Linked DNA regions of Mus musculus: region 1 is linked to region 2. A link is a contact called in public Hi-C data. All regions are on one chromosome and are shown on one strand. The core of a region is the stretch at or near the end of the contact, and the rest is flanking DNA. Distances in the headings are between cores, read along the strand shown.

Region 1 (6,822 bases), core at 1,621-4,120, 340 kb before region 2:
GACAAAGTAAGAGAGCTTGCTCCACCCTGGAGAGGTGCCCTCTCCAAAGGGTCCAGGACCTCATTGTTTAGTCACGAAGAGCAAAAGAAAACGTATGCCGATTCCAATTTAAATGTTCCATCTTCAACAGAACACGCATTTCCCTCCAGTGCCAGAAATGATACAGCTGATCAAGAAGAAAATCTCAGCCTTCCACAAATGATGCCACAACAGCCAGCTGATGAATCAAAGACCCACAGAATGGAGCCACCAAGCATTCCAGCAACCATGGTCCTTGAAAGAGCAAAGGAAGAACTGGAACAGAATGCACAAGGAAAGGAAAGTTCAGAGGATGATGCTTCAGTCTTGACAGGCTCAGCCGATGATGTGCAACAGGAAGGCTTGGTTTCTGTCAACCATTCCATGCCATGGGAGGCAGAGAAGGAGTCTTTAGAGACAGGACCACCAAGACCAGCGCCAGCCATCCAAGAAAAGTTTGAGCCAGACATGGAAGGGCTAGAGCCGATTTCAACAGAAAAAACAGAACAAGCGTCTGAATACGTGACCTCATCTGAGCCCATAGTCCACAGAGAGGAGGAGCATGCGCCTGAGCCCATAGTCCACAGAGAGGAGGAGCATGCGCCTGAGCCCATAGTCCACAGAGAGGAGGAGCATGCGCCTGAGCCCATAGTCCACAGAGAGGAGGAGCATGCGCCTGAATCCATAGTCCACAGAGAGGAGGAGCATGCGCCTGAGTCCATAGTTCAAAGAGAGGAGGAGCATGCGCCTGAGCCTGAGTCCATAGTCCACAGAGAGGAGGAGCATGCGCCTGGGCCTGTGCCCATAGTCCACAGAGAGGAGGAGCATGTGCCTGAGCTTGAGTCCATAGTCCACAGAGGGGAGGAGCATGCGCCTGAGCCCATAGTCCACAGAGATGAGGGGCATGCACCGGAGCCCATAGTCCACAGAGAGGAGGAGCATGTGCCTGAGCCCATAGTCCACAGAGATGAGGGGCATGCACCTGAGCCCATAGTTCACAGAGAGGAGGAGCATGTGCCTGAGCCTGAGTCCATAGTCCACAGAGAGGAGGAGCATGCGCCTGAACCCATGGTTCTTAGAAAGGCACAACTAGAGAGGGGAGTGGAAACTTCTACGCCAATCACGGATACCACTGAACCCGAAGATTCTAGTCTAGAAGAAGAGATCATAGAACTTGATTACCCGGAAAGTCCTTTAGCTTCTAAGGAGACTTCCCCATCGCCTTTGTCCCCTGAAGTAGAGCACAGAAAAGAGCCCATTCTACCAACACAGATGACATTCACACCTGAACGTATCACTTTGTCCGAGGAAGAAAGAGAAGAAAACGAGTCTGTTTCTACCGATTCTGCTTTTGTATCTGAGTATTCAGTCCTACAGGATTTGAACCATACACCAGAGAAGCTGGAAGTAGAGGCAGTTTCTGTATCTGATGTGAAATCTAGCAATGAACCTGCAGTCTTTTCAGAGGACGACGAGGAACGTGAGTCTTATTCCCCAGCTATGACCTCTGTATCTGAGCAGTCTCTTTCTCCATCCACCACTGAGAAGACATCTGCCATCCAGTCCCCACTCTTTTCAACAGTTTCACCAGTCCTGTCTGGAGATGAGGCCTCAGAGAGCGTGTGTCACTCACCAGAATCTGAATCTGCGGCTGAGTATTCTGTTCCAGCACATGCGCAAGAGTTGCTGTTGAAAACAGGTGACCACAAGCTCCCATTAAAGTCCCAACGTGTTTCTGAGCCCATCATTCAGGCAGAAGATGAGAAAGAAGATATTGGGCTACTTCCCCCAGCAGCACTGAGCCAGGCAGTTCTATCGGAAGATGAGAGTCTAGGAAGTGGAAGTTTCGCATCAGATTCAAAGCTGCCATTTAAACCCTCGGTTTCACAAAATGCAACACGGGAATCCCCCCAAAAAACAATAGATGACATGCCCCAATTCAAACCAAGAGGCCTTTCTGATCCTGCAACCCTGTTAGAAGAAGAAAAGGAAGCCATTGGAGTTGGGCTATCTTCATCCAATGAGGTCTCTGCAGTGGAATGCGCTCTCCCCCCACAAACCACTGAGCTGCTTTCTGAAAGCCATGCCCCACCTCCCTGGGCCATCTCATCCGAACAAGTGGTCCAATCAGAAGAAGGGAGCAGAGACCAGCAGCGGGGCTCATTCTCTTCCACACCAGAGCTTGGCCACACATCTCCTCTGCTTCTAAAGGGTGCCTCCTCACCCACAGGTCTATCAGAGCAAGGGCAGGAAGAGGACAATATTGGGCCCCTTTCCCCTGATTCTGCATTTGCGTCAGAATTCTCATTCTCACCCTATCCGACTCAGGAACTAGAGAAGAGAGAGCTGGGGCGGGATTCTCCACTGTGCTTAACGTCCCCCTCTGAGCAGACTGTTCTGTCTGATGAGGACACGGAAGAGGCTGACCTCTTTTCTCCGGATTCAGCATCACAGGTGTCAATCCCACCATACCGAATCGCAGAAACAGAGCAAAACAAGGTCGAGCCAGACGAATTACTACCTAGGAGGTCTGCTCCAGACTATCCCTACTTCTCAGAGGCAGATGAAGAAGAGGCGGGGTCCTCAGTGGTCACGCCTGTGCCTGAGCATTCTGAGCCATCGCAGGAGCGGGAGGAGTCTTCCCCTTGTAGGCCTGTGTTCGAAGATCTGAGCCTGCTACCTTCGGCAGATAAGACCGGCCAAGCAGAAACTATGTCAGATGTTCCAACAATTTCAACCTCTGTGTCTGAATATCTCATCCTGGCACAGCAGGAGAAAACTCAGGCATCTTTGGAGCCTGAGGCTGAAGATTTGGTACCACCACCAACCAGTGGATGGGAGAAGAGAGATGCAAAGAGTAGTCTGCCAGCAGTTACAATAGCAGCTTCCTCTTCTGCACTCTCATCAGTGGTAAAGGAAGAAACCACATCCGTTTTGCCCACCTCTCAGCCCTCAGTTTCACCCGAGTCAACCTGTGTGCTTAAGCCAGAGCAGGAGCCCACAGCACCTCTCACTCTAACAAGTGCAGATGAACAGATGGCTTTGCCCAGAGTCGGAAGGGAAAAAGCTGTGCTGGATTCTCAAGAAGCGACAGCACACAAATCGCAGGATCAGACACCAGAGCCTCGGCTCCCAAATGTTCCAGGGTCTGGGATGAAATATTCAGTTTTGTCTGACTTGGGAGATGAGCCAAAGGCGGATGTCAAACTCAATTTAGCTCCAACTGTGACTTCTGAACTAGAACAGAGAATGTTGTCAAAGAATGAGCCTGAAGTGGCAAAACCACACTCACCTCCAGAGGAAACATCTATTTCTGGACCTAAGGTTTTATCTGCAGTGAAAACGGAAGTGAAACAGGAGTCCAAAATAACCAGGGAACTTCCTGCGGCTTCATCGGGGAGAGAGAGGGGAGCAGAACACAGTCCACCTGCACCACCTGCACTTCCAGCATTGATGGAAGAGATGGGGAAAGACACAGAAGCCAGCTCTTCTGCCACCACAGTGCCAGTAACTAAGCTTGATTCAAATTCAACTAAATTAGGCAGGGATGAAGTCCTGACAGATCCATCTCTTGCCAGCCCTGTGGAACACCCAGGCTTAAAGGGAGTAGGGAAGAGCGAGTTAGGCAGTGGTTTGCCTTTGCCCAGCATGTCTACCTCAGAGGTGTTAAGGCCTGAACCCAAACTTCCTGTCAACTCAGGGGTTGAGGTAGAGAGAGAAGACAACGAGCCACCTCCATTGCAAGTGTCACCCACATCCAAACCCACGGTGCCAAATGACAAACACGAGGAGATAACAAGGTCTCCTGATTCTGAAAATGTAGTTTCAGATGATTTAGCTCCAACATTACTGGCCCTCAGACATGAGATGAACAGGCAAGCAGAGGAGACATCTTCTCCAGTGCCGGGGAGTTTCCTGTCAGGAGAGCAAGAGCTTATAAAGCTCCCCCCAGAGCCTGAGAAGCACAAACAGTTATCAGAAGTACCAACTGCTGGGTCAGAACTCATTGATAGTAGAGATAGAGATAGATCCTTAGGTATAGAACCAGTAAAACCCATCGGAACGGAACCAGGGCCTTCTATCTTAGAAAAGGGCCCCGCTGAGCTTCAGAGAAGAGGAAAAGAACAAGAAGAAAACAGGAAGCTTCCTGTGCCTGCCTCAGCTCCATTAGAGACTGCTTCTTTTGACCTCCCCATTGAGCAAAAAGAGCCTAAACGGACCCTTCATGAGGGCCAAGCTGTTGAGGTGCCTGATGAGAGCAGCTCTTCTGCAGATAAGCCAGAGCTGGGTGTTAAACAATTGGCAGAGAAGAAGGAGAATTTGGAGCAACCCAAGCCATTTGTGACAACTGAGCGTGCCAGTGTTACAGGATCAAAAGTGAAAGAGAGTCTCATTTCTCCAAAGGACAACACCTGGATGCTGGAAAAGCCAGATGGCTTAGTCAATCAGCATGAAGATAGAAAACCAGGAACTGGGCAGCTGGAGTCCTCTGAGAGCACTGATCTGATGTCAGAGAAACTTGGGGCTGCTCCACTGGATACAGATCACACATCTGAAACCAGAAACCAAGAAACAAGCAAAGCACCAGTGTCTGGTGAGAAGCTATCTCAGGAACCCAGAAGGGTTCAGTCAAAGGCTGTAGATGATTCTGAGGAAGGGAGAAAGCTAGCCTCTGGCAACGTGGAAGTACTCACCCAAAGTAAATCTGTCCCTGCTGTGAAAGCAAAAGCCACACCTCAACCTCCAGAGACCCCAGAGGTGACACAAAAGCCATCTGAGAAGTCACTCGTCACTGAGCAAGGTCTTCCTGCAGAGAAGGGAAAGAAAGGCATTTCATCTTTTAAATCATGGATGTCTAGTTTATTGTTTGGATCAAGCATTCCAGATAGTAAGGTCTCTGACAACGAAGATCTAGAAACTCGTCCAGGTCCCTCTGTAGAGAAAGCAGTACCTGCCATAGAGCCTAAAGGTACAGTTCCTGCTGAGGTTAATATAGCCGAGAAGCCAGCGGTTCATTCATTACCTGAGGTCACAGTTAAACTGGCCGAGGAGCCCAAAGGCGTTTCAGTTAAATCCAGCATAAGTCAAGACCTTAAAGAAAAACTCACATTTTTATCAAACGAAGACGTTTTAAAGCAACCTAAGTCTAACTCTGAAAACTATGGGCAGAAGGAACTGCCAGGCTTCTCAGAAGGAATGGGCGAAAGCTTAGCTACTTCAGTTGGTGACAAACATCCTGGAATTCATCCTTGTTCCCCTATGGGTGAGAAAGTGGGTATGGAAGAAGCCCAAAACATGGCTCCTCTTCATATTACTGAGAGCCAAAGACGCCAGAAGCCAGAGGTCTCTTCTCCGTCTATGTGGAATATTTCTGCACGTAAGGAAGAGCCAAGCAGTGATCACAAGGAAACATGGCTCTCGTCATCTGACGTAGTAGATAGAATGCCACAGAAGCCCAAATCAGCCCAGTCCGCCTTCACAAGGATGAACTCAGAGGAACCAGCATCAATGATTCTGCCAGTGGAATCAAAAGGCAGTTTAAGTGATCTTGGTGAAGACAGACTTAGACAAGAAATGCCAAAACCCACTTCTTTGGAACATTGTGAAGAGGAAGTGGAACGTCCAACAGAGGAGAAGGATGGCTGGGAAACTAGATCATTTTCCTTGGCAGGGAAGAGGGGCCTGGCAGAGAAGCAAGAAATCATGGCTCCCTTGGAACTCAGGGAAAATGAAGCAGTAGGAGAGTTGCAAAGGATGCCGGAATCTCGACCTTTCAAATTGGAAGAATCAAAAGCTGCTGAGAGGCTTGAACAGCGCATCTCTCCAACTGAAAAGCTCATGGAAAAACCCAGCAAGACTCTTGCTTTGGATAGGAGAGAAAAGGAAGTGCAGGAATGGGTATTTTCAGAAGGAGAGAAGCAAGAATACCCCCCTGCAGCCATGCCTGTGCCTGGAGCATCAGCTGTTTCTTTGGATAAGGCTCAACCACATTTGCTGGCTAAACCAACACCAGTTGTTGAAAAACCAGAACATATAGTCACAGAGGTATACCCAGAAATTAGGGAGAGAAAGGCAGCAGAAACCCAACCACATCCCCAGGAAGAAGGTAAAACTTTAGTAGAGAAAACCAAGGTTTCCCGTGTGGAGTCTCCCCATGGAGAGGAAACGGATGGCCATTCTCTTACTCAGGAAGGAAATCTGGAGTTGGAAAAGTCAGGTGAGAGTAGAGTGGATCTCAAAGAGGAAAGGAGGCGGTTCGTGATGCCCGAGTTGTCCCTTGGTGCTTCAGTGGCTGCGGAAGATGGAAGTGTGCAGCCAAGACCCCTATCTAAGGATGCTGCTAGGGTATCAGACATGACTGATGAAACAAAGCATTTAGGAACGCCGCCAACTCAGCCGTCAGCTGTAGAACCACAAACTCTTGTTTTAGGAACTTCTGTAGAACATACAGTGAAGAAACAAGAAACATGGTCAGACAGGCCCACAGTCCACACTTTCCAGACATCTAAAGACTACACGGAAGAGATGCTGAAACAGTCTGTTCTTATTTCAAAGCATCACTTGGAAGCTGTGGAAGATGTGCACAGAAACGAACCGCCCTCTTCAGCAGCAAGTAACTATACTCAGTTTATGCTTAGTGCATCAGAGATCAGTGCTGATGGAGTTCCTCCTATGGGAGGCACAGCCCAGGAGCCTGAAGGCACCTCTGTGAAAGATGAAGAATTTTCAGTAACCAGCAAGCCAGCTGGCCTTTCAGAAGATCAGAAGAGTGCCTTTAGCATCATTTCTGAAGGCTGCGAGATA
Region 2 (7,045 bases), core at 3,043-5,542:
CCTCTGTGGTTGCTCATGGTGGCACTTCGGAAGGTGGCTGAGATGGCTGGAATAAGAGCCCTGGCAATGTGATCCATGAGCCTCACTCGTCATCTTTCCAATAGACTGCCCCCTGTGAGTGCCCCTAAGTATGCCACTGAAGAAGAAACAGACTAGTGGAGTTTCCAAATTCACAAAGCTCATCGCAGTGGCCCTCGTTTCATTGCTGTTGCTGTGACAAAATATTATGACCAGAGAAACGTAGAGGAGGAAGTGTTTCTTTCTGCTCACAATTCCAAGTTACAGTCCATTGTTTGGGGGAAGTCAAGGCAGGAACTTGAAGAAGCTAGTCATATTGCATCCACAGCCAAGAGCTGAGAGAAATGCATGTGTGTATGCCTCGTACTCTGCACAAGTTCTCTTCTCACATAGTCCTAGACCAAACCCAGCAAATGGTGCCAGTCTTCCCACACCAACTAACATAATCAGGACAATTACCCCACGGATGTGCACATGGGACAACCTAGTCTAGACAGTCCGTCATCAGGAGTCTCTTCCCAGGTGATCTACATTGCATTGAGCTGACAAAGCAAACCAGCCGTCACAGTGTCCCTCAGAATGTATGCCATAGCCTGCCTGGCTTGGGGTTTATTAAGTCAGCTTATGTGGCAGTATTAGCGAAAGCCATACACTCACCTCCTTTAAGTCAATATCAAACAGAGCAATGCTTGTTCTGTACTGGACACAGTCACCTCGGTGCCTGAGGTTATGGGCTGCCCCAAGTTCTCTCAGCTCCCCTCAAGTCCTGAACGTCTTCCCCTCTCTCCACAGGGCATGGAAATTGTGCAGACCATGAACAGTGACCCTGGCCTAGCTGTTGGTACGTCCTGGGCCTCTGGCTGTGTGTGTAGAATTCAGTCAGCTGTTAGTGTAGCCTCTTCTAATTGCATTTCCTCTCCACAGGGTACACGGCATTTAACGGAGTTGACTTTGAAGGGACCTTCCACGTAAACACCCAGACAGATGATGACTATGCTGGCTTTATTTTTGGTTACCAAGACAGCTCCAGCTTCTATGTAGTCATGTGGAAGCAAACGGAGCAGACATACTGGCAGGCTACACCGTTCCGTGCAGTAGCAGAACCTGGTATTCAGCTCAAGGTAATGGCAGTTTGAATCCCCATGCCTTCTTTTCTTCTAGACCCTTCACCTTCCTTTATGTTTAGAGTTCCCCTAAAAGTCACTAAGTTAATCTGAGAAACGAGTGCAGTCAAGGAGAAACTTGGCTGGGGAGCCTTGAGCGACAACCTTGCCTGCCTTCTGTTGAGCCTGCACCTTTCAACCTATGCGACTCATACTGCAAATGTCAGGCTGAGTGGGGTCAAAGAGGCGGAGAAGGTTTAAGGCATACCTGAGGCAGACCGTGTTAAAAGCTAGCTAGCCAATGTGTTCAATCAAAGGGATGGACTACACAGGAACAACGGGCTACTTCTTTCACTCCTGCTAGGGCAGGAAGCACACTTCCACAGCCAGACATCCGTTGGGATCCCTCAGTGGGCAAATAGGCAGAGCGACAGATTTGTATCAGGAAAAAGGTAGAGTGAGCAGCATAGTGCCATCCACTGCTAAATTCCCCGGGGCTGGGGCCAGCTCAGTAGAAATGACACTGAAGGTTTATGCTTGTGCCAGCATGAAACTACATACCCTTGCAATGAACATGAGTCCACCTCTATGTTTACCTCAGACACCTGAAGCAGAAAAGGATCTATGTATGTCCTGACCTAACATTTTGCCCATGTCTTTGTCCAGGCTGTGAAGTCTAAAACTGGCCCAGGGGAACATCTCCGAAACTCCCTGTGGCACACAGGGGACACCAGCGACCAGGTCAGGCTGCTGTGGAAGGACTCCAGGAATGTGGGCTGGAAGGACAAGGTCTCCTACCGCTGGTTCCTGCAGCATAGGCCCCAGGTGGGCTACATCAGGTAGGCTGAGGGCCCTTCTGCCGTGGGTGGGGAGGACCAAGCTGCAGAGCTAAGGTACTTCAGGGGGGGCCATGCTTTGGGTGTGCTCTTAGGGAAGTGTGAGGGAGGAGCTGATGAAGGGGACAGCAGAGACGAGATGCTGAGATGGTACCCAGACATTCCCGAGACTCCTCCAGGCCCCATGGAACCTAGTCCACACTGACCAAAGAGCCCCCTTGCAGTCTGTCCTCGCTACTGGGTCATGAGTCCCACAAGGGCAGCCTCTGTGGTTTGGGTCTCACTAGTGTTCATCACAATGCCTGGCACGGACTGTGCAAGAGAGAACTGTTCATCCCGGGACTGGTGTGATGGCCTCGGCTTCTTTATAGGACTGTTTTGTTTCTGTTGCTGCTGTTTTGTGTGTTCAACTGCTCTTGTTGAAATGCAGTCAGGGTTCACGCCCCAGACTTGCAGCACGTGTGTGGTGTGCTCCGGGGTATGTGGGTTGCAGCTTCCTAGCCAGGGTGGGAGGTACCAGGTAGACGGATGCATCTAGTGAAAATAAGGCAGTGAGAGCTGATTCATGCTCTGTTCTCTGTGCCCTTGTGTCACCTGCCTCTGTTCACCACACAGGGAGACCAGGTGTGGCCAGGCCCTTACCTGATGGAGCTCAATGTGCCTTTTCTGTTCCAAAAATGAAATCAGAGCTATAAAAATATGATCCTTCTAAGTATATAATTTTAGAAAAGTCCATCTGAACCCTAAAACTGCAGAGAAATAAGAATTGATTGCTATACAACCAAAGGAAATAGCTCCTTGGAACCATTCCTAGACTCACATGAAGGTGGCATTTAAACACAGAGTAGTGTGTCTGAGAATTAAGTATTACAGTGGTGTTGACAATACCCATACAGGAGCCAACTCTTAATTTTCGAACAGAACGGCATGCTCAGGCACTTCTTGGTTTACCCTGGGGAATTAATTGGGGAGTTTAACTTAAAATCAATGCAGAAGAAAATGATGCTCGGGCTGGAGAGATGGCTCAGTGGGTAAGAGCACTGACTGCTCTTCCAAAGGTCCCGAGTTCAAATCCCAGCAACCACATGGTGGCTCACAACCATCTGCAATGAGATCTGATGCCCTCTTCTGGTGTGTCTGAAGACAGCTACAGTGTACTCATATATAATAATAAATAAATCTTAAAAAAAAAAAAGAAAATGATGCTCAGGGTAAAACGCCATTGCCTCTCCGAGGCGAGGCGCAGCTCACCTTCCCCATGACACTCCACAAGGGTACAGAGCACAGGGCAAGCTTTGGCTAACTCACTCCGGGGTATTGAAGGCTGGCATCCAGGGGCTTCTGTCCCTCAGTGCTACTATGACAACTGAAATTGCCCCCACAACTGCCTAAAGCTACTGATCAAGGCTCTGAGAGTCCACCAGTGAAATCAGCTAGACCAAAGAAGAAAGCGCAGGGCTTCTAGGTACAGTATCCAGAGAAAATAACTCACAAGACAGTGAAGCCACAAAACCACTTGTCCGTGATGTCAAGCTATTTTGTTTTAATTCACCAGCAAGTACCGATCCAGGAACTATGCACCTGACACCATGCTGGGCCTGTTAAAAACCAAGTTAGGGAGCCGTGGACTCTTGGTTCCTGTCCTGGGGAACTTCTAACCTCACTGGGGAGGGACCAACTAGAGTTAGTGGAAAACAACATGTCTGAATAAAGAGGTAAGTACAAGAGTCGGAAGTGGCACCATGTTCCTCACCGTGGACACCTGTGCTCTCTGCAGGGTGCGCTTTTATGAAGGCTCGGAGTTGGTGGCTGACTCTGGGGTCACCATAGACACCACCATGCGTGGAGGCCGACTTGGTGTGTTCTGCTTCTCTCAAGAAAACATCATCTGGTCCAACCTCAAGTACCGCTGCAACGGTAACCTTCATGCTGAGTGCCCCTCAACAGCACAGGGGAGCAACCAAGAAATCTTATTTCTATAACATGCATCCTCCCACCCCGCCCCCCCCCCCCGCCCCAAAGCCTCACCACCACGTGCGTGATGGTGATGTACCCTGCATAACATAAGAGGAAGGCAGAGCCAGGCTTTCCTGCTTCCCAAATCTGAAAATTGAAACCCATAGAATTTAACTGCATGTTTTAGAGTTAGGGGTTCGGTGAGAAATTCCGTCAGTTTAATTTACAGGCAGCCTTTCTTTTTCATTAGACTCAAACATAATCACAGACTAAAAAGGCACTCTGCCTGCTAATTTTCCCTAGGCCTATGAATAAGCCCTGCTGGGCTTTAAGCCAAGGATTTGCAACAAAGCAACCTGAAGTAGAAAATGGCTGCGAGCCTGTGGGAGTCTCAGGCGAGCTGACAGCGCCCCCTACAGGAGGCCTGGGCGGCATGTGGTGGCCATGATTCCAGCCTGGAAGGATCCTCATTAACTAACTACCACCCCGATTCTTGTTGCAGACACCATACCAGAGGACTTCCAGGAGTTCCAGACCCAGAGTTTCGACCGCTTGGATAATTGAGCCAAGAAGCAATCCCACAACTGCCTTCTCAAACACCAAAAGCAACATCTTTTTTAAAACTTCCTATAATTCTCTTTATATTATCATGGCTTTTCTTTTACCAGCCCAAATACGTCAAAACTTTTTATATGAATGTGGAAATAAAGAAGAGACTATTTCTAATAACCATGGTGCTCAGTCGTTTCTAATGGAAGCTCAGGCTTTGGTGATGTGTGTTGTTTTCTGAGGAATCCTTGATAAACTTACCAGATTGGTTTTATTCCCCCACCCCCACCCCCTTGAGTATGTACTGTGTGCCACGGAGCACGGGTATGAACCGGACAGCCAAACCAAAGGTCATTTCTGGGGTGACCCTATTTAGTGCCATGCTAAAGCCTGCTTTCTGTTCACACAGACTCCTCATTCTTGGAATGTAGTCTCCAGGGAAGCCCCCCACCCCCACCCCAGGCTTCGGGAGGAGGTGACATCCTGAGAAACCTGAACTAAGCTTGCCTTGTTCTTCTGACACCCTTCCCTCAGCCTTTCTGTCACCTCCTTCCACAGACACTTACGGATTTGGCTCCCCCTAGCGTCCTGTGAGTCAAATGGAAGAAAACAGATCTTGTCATTCTATGTCTGTCACTGTATTCAGATCCCACAGTACCAGGCAGGAAGCAAACAGCCAGTAAGCATTCGCTGGGCAGTGAAGGGAGAGTGGCTGCCTTTGAGGTAACAAAAACAGTGGGATGTAGGGTCTGGTGACAATGACAGTAGAGCCAGTCACCATGTGTACAGGGCAGAAGCTTTCTGCAGCTGTGTACTAGCCGATACTTTCCAGTAGTCAATCAAGATACCCAGAAATTTTATAAATCCCCTTGAGATTTAATTCTAAAGAAGTTTGGCAATTTATTTTATTATTATTTTATGGTTTTAGATGGGTTCTCATATAAACCAGACTGGTCCCAAACTCTCTGTGTGACCAAAGATCACCGTGAGCTTCTGGTCCTCCTGCCCCGACTTCTTCATACTAGGTTTAAAGGTATGCATCATACCTGGTTTCGTGTCCTGCTAGGTATTGAATTCTAGGCATACTAAACCAGCTGAGCCTCAACCACAGCTCAGCAATGTATTTTTCATTCCCATAATTCCCTAGAGTATCATAAATTATAAACATTCCTCCCACTTTTACCATGGCTATAGTATTCAGAGTTCACATGGCTGCCAATGACTCTTCTCAATCTCTGGGTGAAACACATCTACAGCCCTTCCTAAATTCCGAAATCCCTGGGCAGGGAGGGGGACTCAATGACAGGAAATGGTTACCTTTCAAGCACCCCTCTTTTACAGCTAACACCAAGGTAGCTTCTGAGCTCTACCACTCTCATTCTTCACTCTATAGTACAGGTACCTGTAGAGCTATTCGGATGCTCTCGCTCTGGGCCTCTCGGTGTTTTACCAGGCACTGTGAGGAAGGTTCCAGATCTTCTTCTGGAGAAATACTTCTTATCACTGAAGCCTATCAAAGCATGTACACAAAATACTGTCATCCACTAGGCAGGCGTGTTGTCTGATCAGATCTAGGGAGTCTAGGTTTAATCTTTGCAGCATCCTTCAGATCTCACCTTCTTCCTGTCCCCTCTTGTGTGATGTTCCCTCTGCCTTGGTGGGATTGATATAGGTGTCTCACTGAGAGCTGAACACTCGGACAGTCAATCTCGGGGCTTTGAAGGGTTGAGGCTCCTCTGCTTCCACTTCAGCTGGAGCATCCCTGGTCAGGGTTGACAACAGTGCCAGTCTATAAATGCTTAGAAGGCAGATTGTCAACATGTCAACGTATTGAAACAACAATAGGTTTCCTCTAGATCCTGTCATCTCCCAAGCTCTTGACCAGGTTTACAATACCGGACGTGAATTCCCTCCTGTGCGGCGGGCCTCCCATCATCCAATTAGAAAGCAGATCTTTGCCCCCCATAACCTTCATATCCTGTTGCACCAGTACAAACATTTTGCATGTTGGGGCCACTACTAGGGAAGACCATGGACATCTTTTCTCTCTTGAGAAGCCTGCATAACACTGTGAAGGCTAACAGACAGGGAGGAGGTTTTCCGGTCAGTTCTAGCTCTTTCTCTAAGAGATCCTGTAAATCCAACTTGATATGAATGGTCCCGGAGTTGAAGCAGACACAATCACTCACTATGTGAAGTCATTCCAATGTTTGTCCTGTCCTGATTGCTTCCAATGCTTAGGGTGGAGGAGACATCGCTGTGAGGAAAGCCCATGCCTGGGTGAAATCACAGAGGATATAGGGGAGAGTATCACCCAGGGTACAGGAGGAGGCAAAGAAAAGGAGTCATAGGCATTCTGCCCCTGCCTGATCAGGATAGGAGACCCTTCCTTCCCCACCCAGGGCACCAGCCTGTGTTTCACAAACAGAAGTGAGTGTCTGTTTCTTCACTATTCAGGTGGGCTCCAGAGTTAAGGATGATGTCAGAGGCACAGGAGGTAGTCACTATTATTTAAATTCCATCGAGCATCATTTTATGGTCCAGATTAGAAAGCTAACAGGGAAGGAAGCAGCTAATTAGTGT

What was found. A called contact is a pair of places that touch in the nucleus more often than the background predicts.
Region 1: a Hi-C map of forebrain shows a contact between it and region 2, with 4 times the contacts expected there. The contact joins the promoter of A630019I02Rik here to the enhancer-like site in region 2. A contact is called at or near these places in 2 of 39 promoter capture datasets (the C10 cell line and hippocampal neurons), 2 of 15 datasets of contacts at CTCF or cohesin (large pre-B cells and pro-B cells), 3 of 484 Hi-C or Micro-C datasets (the C10 cell line, cumulus cells and forebrain) and 4 of 115 datasets of contacts at active chromatin or transcription factors (fibro-adipogenic progenitors, microglia, neural progenitor cells and 1 more).

Annotation. Positions count from the first base shown.
Region 1 is chr13:93,090,881-93,097,702 of GRCm38.p6, reverse strand. A630019I02Rik (RIKEN cDNA A630019I02 gene) reads right to left here and starts at 2,870. Exons shown (of 4, transcript NR_046182.1): 1 at 2,540-2,870; 2 at 1,964-1,989; 3 at 1,652-1,848; 4 at 1-1,170. Cmya5 (cardiomyopathy associated 5) reads left to right here. Exons shown (of 13, transcript NM_023821.3): 2 at 1-6,822.
Region 2 is chr13:92,749,183-92,756,227 of GRCm38.p6, reverse strand. It overlaps Thbs4 (thrombospondin 4), which reads left to right. Exons shown (of 22, transcript NM_011582.3): 18 at 811-859; 19 at 943-1,139; 20 at 1,788-1,960; 21 at 3,735-3,874; 22 at 4,416-4,642. The coding sequence ends at 4,477. Among named protein-coding and RNA genes, the nearest start is that of Thbs4, 42 kb to the left of the region's middle. Within about 2 kb of position 4,292, at least 55 of the 459 cell types and tissues checked have an H3K27ac peak or open chromatin away from gene starts, as enhancers often do. A contact at or near this core is called in forebrain, hippocampal neurons and neural progenitor cells, where this site is marked.